Linked DNA regions of Mus musculus: region 1 is linked to region 2. The links are chromatin contacts, called in public HiChIP or PLAC-seq maps. All regions are on one chromosome and are shown on one strand. Each heading gives the region's core, a stretch centred on a gene start, on an enhancer-like site or on the middle of the called end of the contact. The rest is flanking DNA. Distances are from core to core; before and after follow the strand shown.

Region 1 (2,856 bases), core at 240-2,739, 890 kb before region 2:
GTGGCCTCTTGTTTCTGTCTCTTGCCTGCATTGTGGAAGAACAGAGTGGAGGCCTGCATTTAGTTGTCTGTCTCCTACCCCTGGAGCCTCTGGGGATTGAGTGCTGTTTGCCATTGTCCCAGGCAGCAAGTGATCTCTCACTCTTTGGATGATGACTTGGGTACCTTGAGTTTAGGTTTTCTTGTTTAGAATTTAAGTGATTTCCCATCATTCAGTGTCTGCCATGGATTCCCTCCAAATTCCCATTTGCAGTGTTTTGTGGATGCTTTCAAAGAACTTTTGCAACTAATTTAGTACCGTAGCATTTAGAAAAGAAAATCTAAGGATTTCACTCATTCCTACAATATTTTCTTCTTAATATTACTAGGCTTTGGTTGTAATTACTGCCTATTAAGGCAAATGTTTCCTATTACAGTTGTAGAGTTTTCTTGCCAGTATGAACCACAGGGTTTAGCAGTTTCCATTTAACACGTGGGAAAACTAGGATGGAGACAAGATCTGCCTTTCTTTCAGTTTGCCACAGAGGCAGAATCTAAACTGAACTCTTGATACTGTTGGTTTAGAGCTTTCTTCCAGAACCATGTTGTATCAGTTAGCAGTGACTGAGGACAGATAACTCACAGAGAAGAAAGGTATAGTTTGGCCCTTAGGATGTCATAGAAAGAGTATTAGGCAGGACAATACCAGTTACATTAGGGAAAGGAGAGCTCAGGGTCCCAAAGGCATGTCAGCACTGAATTAAAGACCTGCTTCTACCCTCAAAGCTAACAACTTGTCTTCGTAGTACCACCCTGAGAAACAGGCCTTGAACACATGGGCCTCTGGGGAGGCTGGCTGTGTATGCTATAGTGCATCCAGCTCCTTAAAGCTTAAAGTTTTGTTTTCAGAAAGGGAGTAATGAGGTTGCCCAGACACACTACATGAGAGACCCTGCACAGGTGTATCCTAGGCACGCACCCTCCCAACTCTTAACTGTCTCCTCAGTAGTATTTATTGCCATCAAAATGTAGAAAGGCACCCAATTATTTAATGATGTCTAAAATCCCTTTAATCAAAATCCTTAATTAGTTGGTTTGAAACACCACTTTATTTTTCTGAGATGATCAGAAGACCAAATACCATATTTCTCCCCTAAAGCATTCATCAGGGTTCTTCCAGCTAACTGTGACATCCTGTTTATATGCCATGGGTTAAAAACCACTTTTATGTGGGTTCTGAGATAAATAGGAAGGTTCAAAAGGATGTAGGGACACTAACCACAGTTTTATTTCTCTTCCTCTTTTTGCTGGGAAATTTCTGCTTATTTATTTTTAATTGAAATATTGGTTTATTTTTAATGTCTATGTTGTTAAATACAATATTTTAAAGTCACACGGAAATGTCTATATCACCAGTCACTTGGAAACTGCTTTTGTGCTTTATACACTCGTCTCAGTTACTTTTCTATTGCTGTGATTCGATGCCATGACCACATGGCTTACAGAAGGAAGAGCTTACTGGGGCCATCATGGTGGAGAGTGTGCCAGGAGGCAGACAGACATGGTACTGGAGCAACAGTTGAAAGCTGACATCTATGTGCTCAAGTGGGAGGGGTGAGGAGGGAGGGACGAAGGGGGGGGCGAGTAGTCAGTGCTCTTCCATAGTGCTACATCTTCTCTAACAAGGCCACACTTTTCTCTCTCTTTCTTTTTGAATTTTTAAAATTACTTTAGAAAATATTTTTATTGATTCTTTTTAAATTTCACATCATGCACGGAAATTCCATCATTTCCCAGTCTCTCCAAATCTACCCTTGCATCCCCGCCCCCAAAGAAAACAAACAAAAAGCAAAAACAAAACAAAATCAGATACATACAGAAAAAACATCGTGCCGTGGAAGATAAGGTGTGTCACACAGTACACCAAATAGCCTTACCTGAAATGTTCATTGCAGTGAGGCTGTGGTCTGGCTAGAAGCCTCTGGCTTTTGCTACCCCATCAACCCTGGATCCTCACCGTCTCTTAGATATCCTGTTGTTGCCCCATGTCATGGCAATCTTGCAGCTTTGGTTCTGTAACACAGAAGACCACATTTCTCAATCCTTCCCAAGGCATTCCACCCATGGGGAACCAAGAGTTCAAACATGGGCCTTGGGACCCATTCCCATTCAGATCACCACACTGTGGAAGTCACAGCATGCTCCATCTCTAAGTGACCACAGCTTAATGAGTTAGTGATAAATGTGGTGGGTTCCTTATTATGATTATGTGAGCACATTATCTCAGGTCAGTTTTGTTCTATCCAGTAGTATGAGCTGGGTGGTACTGGGTCTTATGGATAGTAGGCAGACATTCTACCACTGAGCTGTTTCTCGTGTGTGTGTGTGTGTGTGTGTGTGTGTGTGTGTGTGTGTGTGTGTATGTGTGTGTGTATGTGTGCGTGTATTCCTTTAAAATTTATTTTTTATTAGTTGCTTAAGAATTTTATACAATGTAGTTTGATCATATTCACTTTCAACTCCTTCCAGATTCACCTGCATCTCTGGATCAGACTTGTCATGGTTTTTAAATTTATGATGCATAGGCTCTCATTTGTGCTGCCCATATATGTGTGGGTGTGGGCCACCCCACATGCCTCACACTTAGTGTTTAATCAGCAGGCCTTGGTTGATTAGCTTAGGGTTTTCCACTTGCTACAGTGCTGTGTATCGTTTTTCATGGATACATATAGACATTTTATGTAGCTTTCCCTAGGGAGATAACAACAGTGAACCAATGGAGGCACGTTCTGAGTATGGCTTTTCCGAGGCTAATTGGCGCAGCCTCAGCTCCCTTTCTGTATGATTCTGCTGAGCTTCACTTTCCGCTGCAGAATGG
Region 2 (2,700 bases), core at 100-2,599:
ATATATTATTAGTTTTAGGGAGATGTATTAAAAAGACACAACTTAAATATTTCTATATGGCACAGAATAGCATTTCTGGATAAGCTTTTTCAGTTTTTGTTTTTCTAATACACTGTTCTCTAAATTCCTTACAAATATTAGCAGTAATACAGGAAACCTAACCAAGATGTTGGAGTTCTGATAGGCTGGCTCAAGGTCTGGCTCATAGCTTTTGTTCTCAGTTTTCTTTTCTTTAAGCTTTTAAGTTAAAATTTGGTAAATATGCAAAATAATAGGTTTCATTTTCACACACACACACACACACACACACACACACACACACACACACACACGTAGTTGCATCTTGCTCCTATCCCCTCACATGCCACTTCCATTCACCCCCTTTCTTGGTCATCCCTTTGTTCTTCCCAAATAGTTCCTTCTTTGCATTCATGCCATATGTGTTATGCTTAAATATAGACTACATATATGAGCGAAAGTGAGGCATTTTATCTTTCTCCATTAGCCATCCCTTTGTTCTCCTCCTTCCTCCCTTTAGCCATTTTCCTCCCATTTTGTAGTGACCTTTCTACTTTCATCTCTCTTTCCTTCTCTCTCTCCCTCCCTCCCCCCCCACCCCCCACACCCACACACATACACAAAGCAAACTAGATTCTGCACATGTGCACATGTGAGAATGGACCCCCTTCATCTTTCTGCGTCTGGTATATTTCTGTTACACAATGATCTCCAGTTGTGTAAATGCTACAGTTTCATTTTGGTTCTTTACAATTCAATAAAATTGCACTGCACATATATATCCACCAGTCAGCATCAGTGCGGGTTCCTGATCTTGCCTATTGTGAATAGTCTTGCAATAAACATGAAGATGCAAGTGTCCCAGTGGAAGATTCCTTTGAATATATACCAGGAGTGGTACAGCCAGATCATAAGGTAGCTAGCTCTGTTTGTAGCCATGTGGAAGAGCCATACTGATGTCCACAGTGGCTGTACCAGTTGACATTCCCCATCAATGTCAGTGTCAGGTGTTAAAGCTCTACATTCCTAACAACCACAATAGCAATAATAATATTAACTCAGATGATTGTTGAGCCCTTGTTTTCAGTTTACTAATTGCTAGAGTAGAAATGTAGGTGGTAAAGCTACCATTCCTTTTTATCTTGCCAGTTGAGTAGTGATCTCTCCCAAGCAGGTGGAGACTTCCTTATGGAGGGCACACATTTCTCTGGGAGCCCAGGAACCAAGTCACTTGGGTCCAAAAGAATGCTGAGAGAACAGCTTGTTCATCTCTCCAGGCACCGTGGGAAGTTTCTGCTCACCCCCAGTCTTCCTGTCTTCTAACTGCCACCCTGCTTCCTGCCTGCGTGTGAGGCAGATCTGGTGACAGCCGTCTGTGATTCCCACCCCTGTGTTGGTCCCCCAGAAACCCATAAAGAATGGAACTGAACATCTTTTTATCCTGGCTTAAACCCCACATAATTCTGATTAAAGAAAGTGAGGGTCCAGATCTTGCCTGTTGGGTGGGGGTGGCTCTGTTCTGAAGCAGAAGGATTTGTGGATCTTTTTATCAGTTGCTTGCCTCCTGCCGGTCTAATGCAGAAGACCTCTTGAAGCAAATACAAAGTTCCAGGTGCCATCATAGCCATGACAAATTGTGTCTCGGGGATCTGCTAGCAGTCGGTTGAAGAAATCGGTAATCTCTTGGGCCTTAGTTTTATAACCTGTAGAGTCAGCAGAGGCACGGATGGTGTGTATAGCTTTAAATTAAGTAATCCTGCCACGGAGAAAGTAGAATTCAGAGTATTTATGGAATCTAAACTTAAGATGCCAAAAGGAGGCAGACACCAGGTTATGAGTCGCAGGGTTATTTTTTTCCGGCTTGGCTTTGCCAGTACACACCTTGTTAGGATCATAGAATGGCAAGCTACACTGTCCCCTTACTGTTCCTTTCAATCCTCAGGCTGTGGCTGTGTTGATTAGTGACAGCGGTTGCTACCCTGTGAGTCCCCTCACCCCCAACTCCCCCATCCATCAGAAGAAAATCCATCATACTTTTGACAATGTTTTCCTCTCCAAGAAAATGATCTTTAAGAGAATGGCATGTAATATAGACTTTATTCTTCTTAAGGTATCAGAGAAACGGTATCTGAAATAAAATCAATACATGATGCAGTGGTTTATTTACATTTAAAATATTGAATCGTGGCAAAGCATTTTATCAAAGGCTTTGGGACCAAATACATGTTCCAGACTTACGAAAGTAGGGCAGTATACAGCAGAGAAGCTGCTGTGTATAGTGGATGATACTGAATGTGTCCACTTAATCCACATATCCCAACTACAGTAAGGAAAGGCAGACTTAGGAGAGCTTAAGATGTACAGATAGTGATTTGGGGTGTGTGTGTGTGTGTGTGTGTGTGTGTGTGTTATACACATTTTTATAAGTTTTTGTATACATAAACACACGTGCATAACTATATATGTGTATATGTATGTATGTTTGTGTGTACTTTTTTTTTATTACGTATTTTCCTCAATTACATTTCCAATGCTATCCCAAAAGTCCTCCACACCCCACCCCCCACTCCCCTACCCACCTATTCCCATTTTTTGGCCCTGGCGTTCCCCTTGTGTGTACTTTTAAAAAGACCTTCTCATAATCTCAAATGATGGTTACCAGGCAACTCAGGGGCAAAGGCA

The links. HiChIP or PLAC-seq counts read pairs in DNA pulled down with a chosen protein or histone mark.
Region 1: a contact with region 2 is called in an H3K27ac HiChIP or PLAC-seq map of large pre-B cells, with 2.0 times the contacts expected there. The contact joins two enhancer-like sites.

The regions. Positions count from the first base shown.
Region 1 is chr13:29,724,979-29,727,834 of GRCm38.p6, reverse strand. All of the region lies in intron 5 of Cdkal1 (CDK5 regulatory subunit associated protein 1-like 1), which reads left to right. Among named protein-coding and RNA genes, the nearest start is that of Cdkal1, 130 kb to the left of the region's middle. Within about 2 kb of position 1,489, at least 28 of the 459 cell types and tissues checked have an H3K27ac peak or open chromatin away from gene starts, as enhancers often do.
Region 2 is chr13:28,832,165-28,834,864 of GRCm38.p6, reverse strand. The region is part of intron 2 of 2610307P16Rik (RIKEN cDNA 2610307P16 gene); the gene reads left to right. Among named protein-coding and RNA genes, the nearest start is that of 2610307P16Rik, 52 kb to the left of the region's middle. Within about 2 kb of position 1,349, at least 55 of the 459 cell types and tissues checked have an H3K27ac peak or open chromatin away from gene starts, as enhancers often do.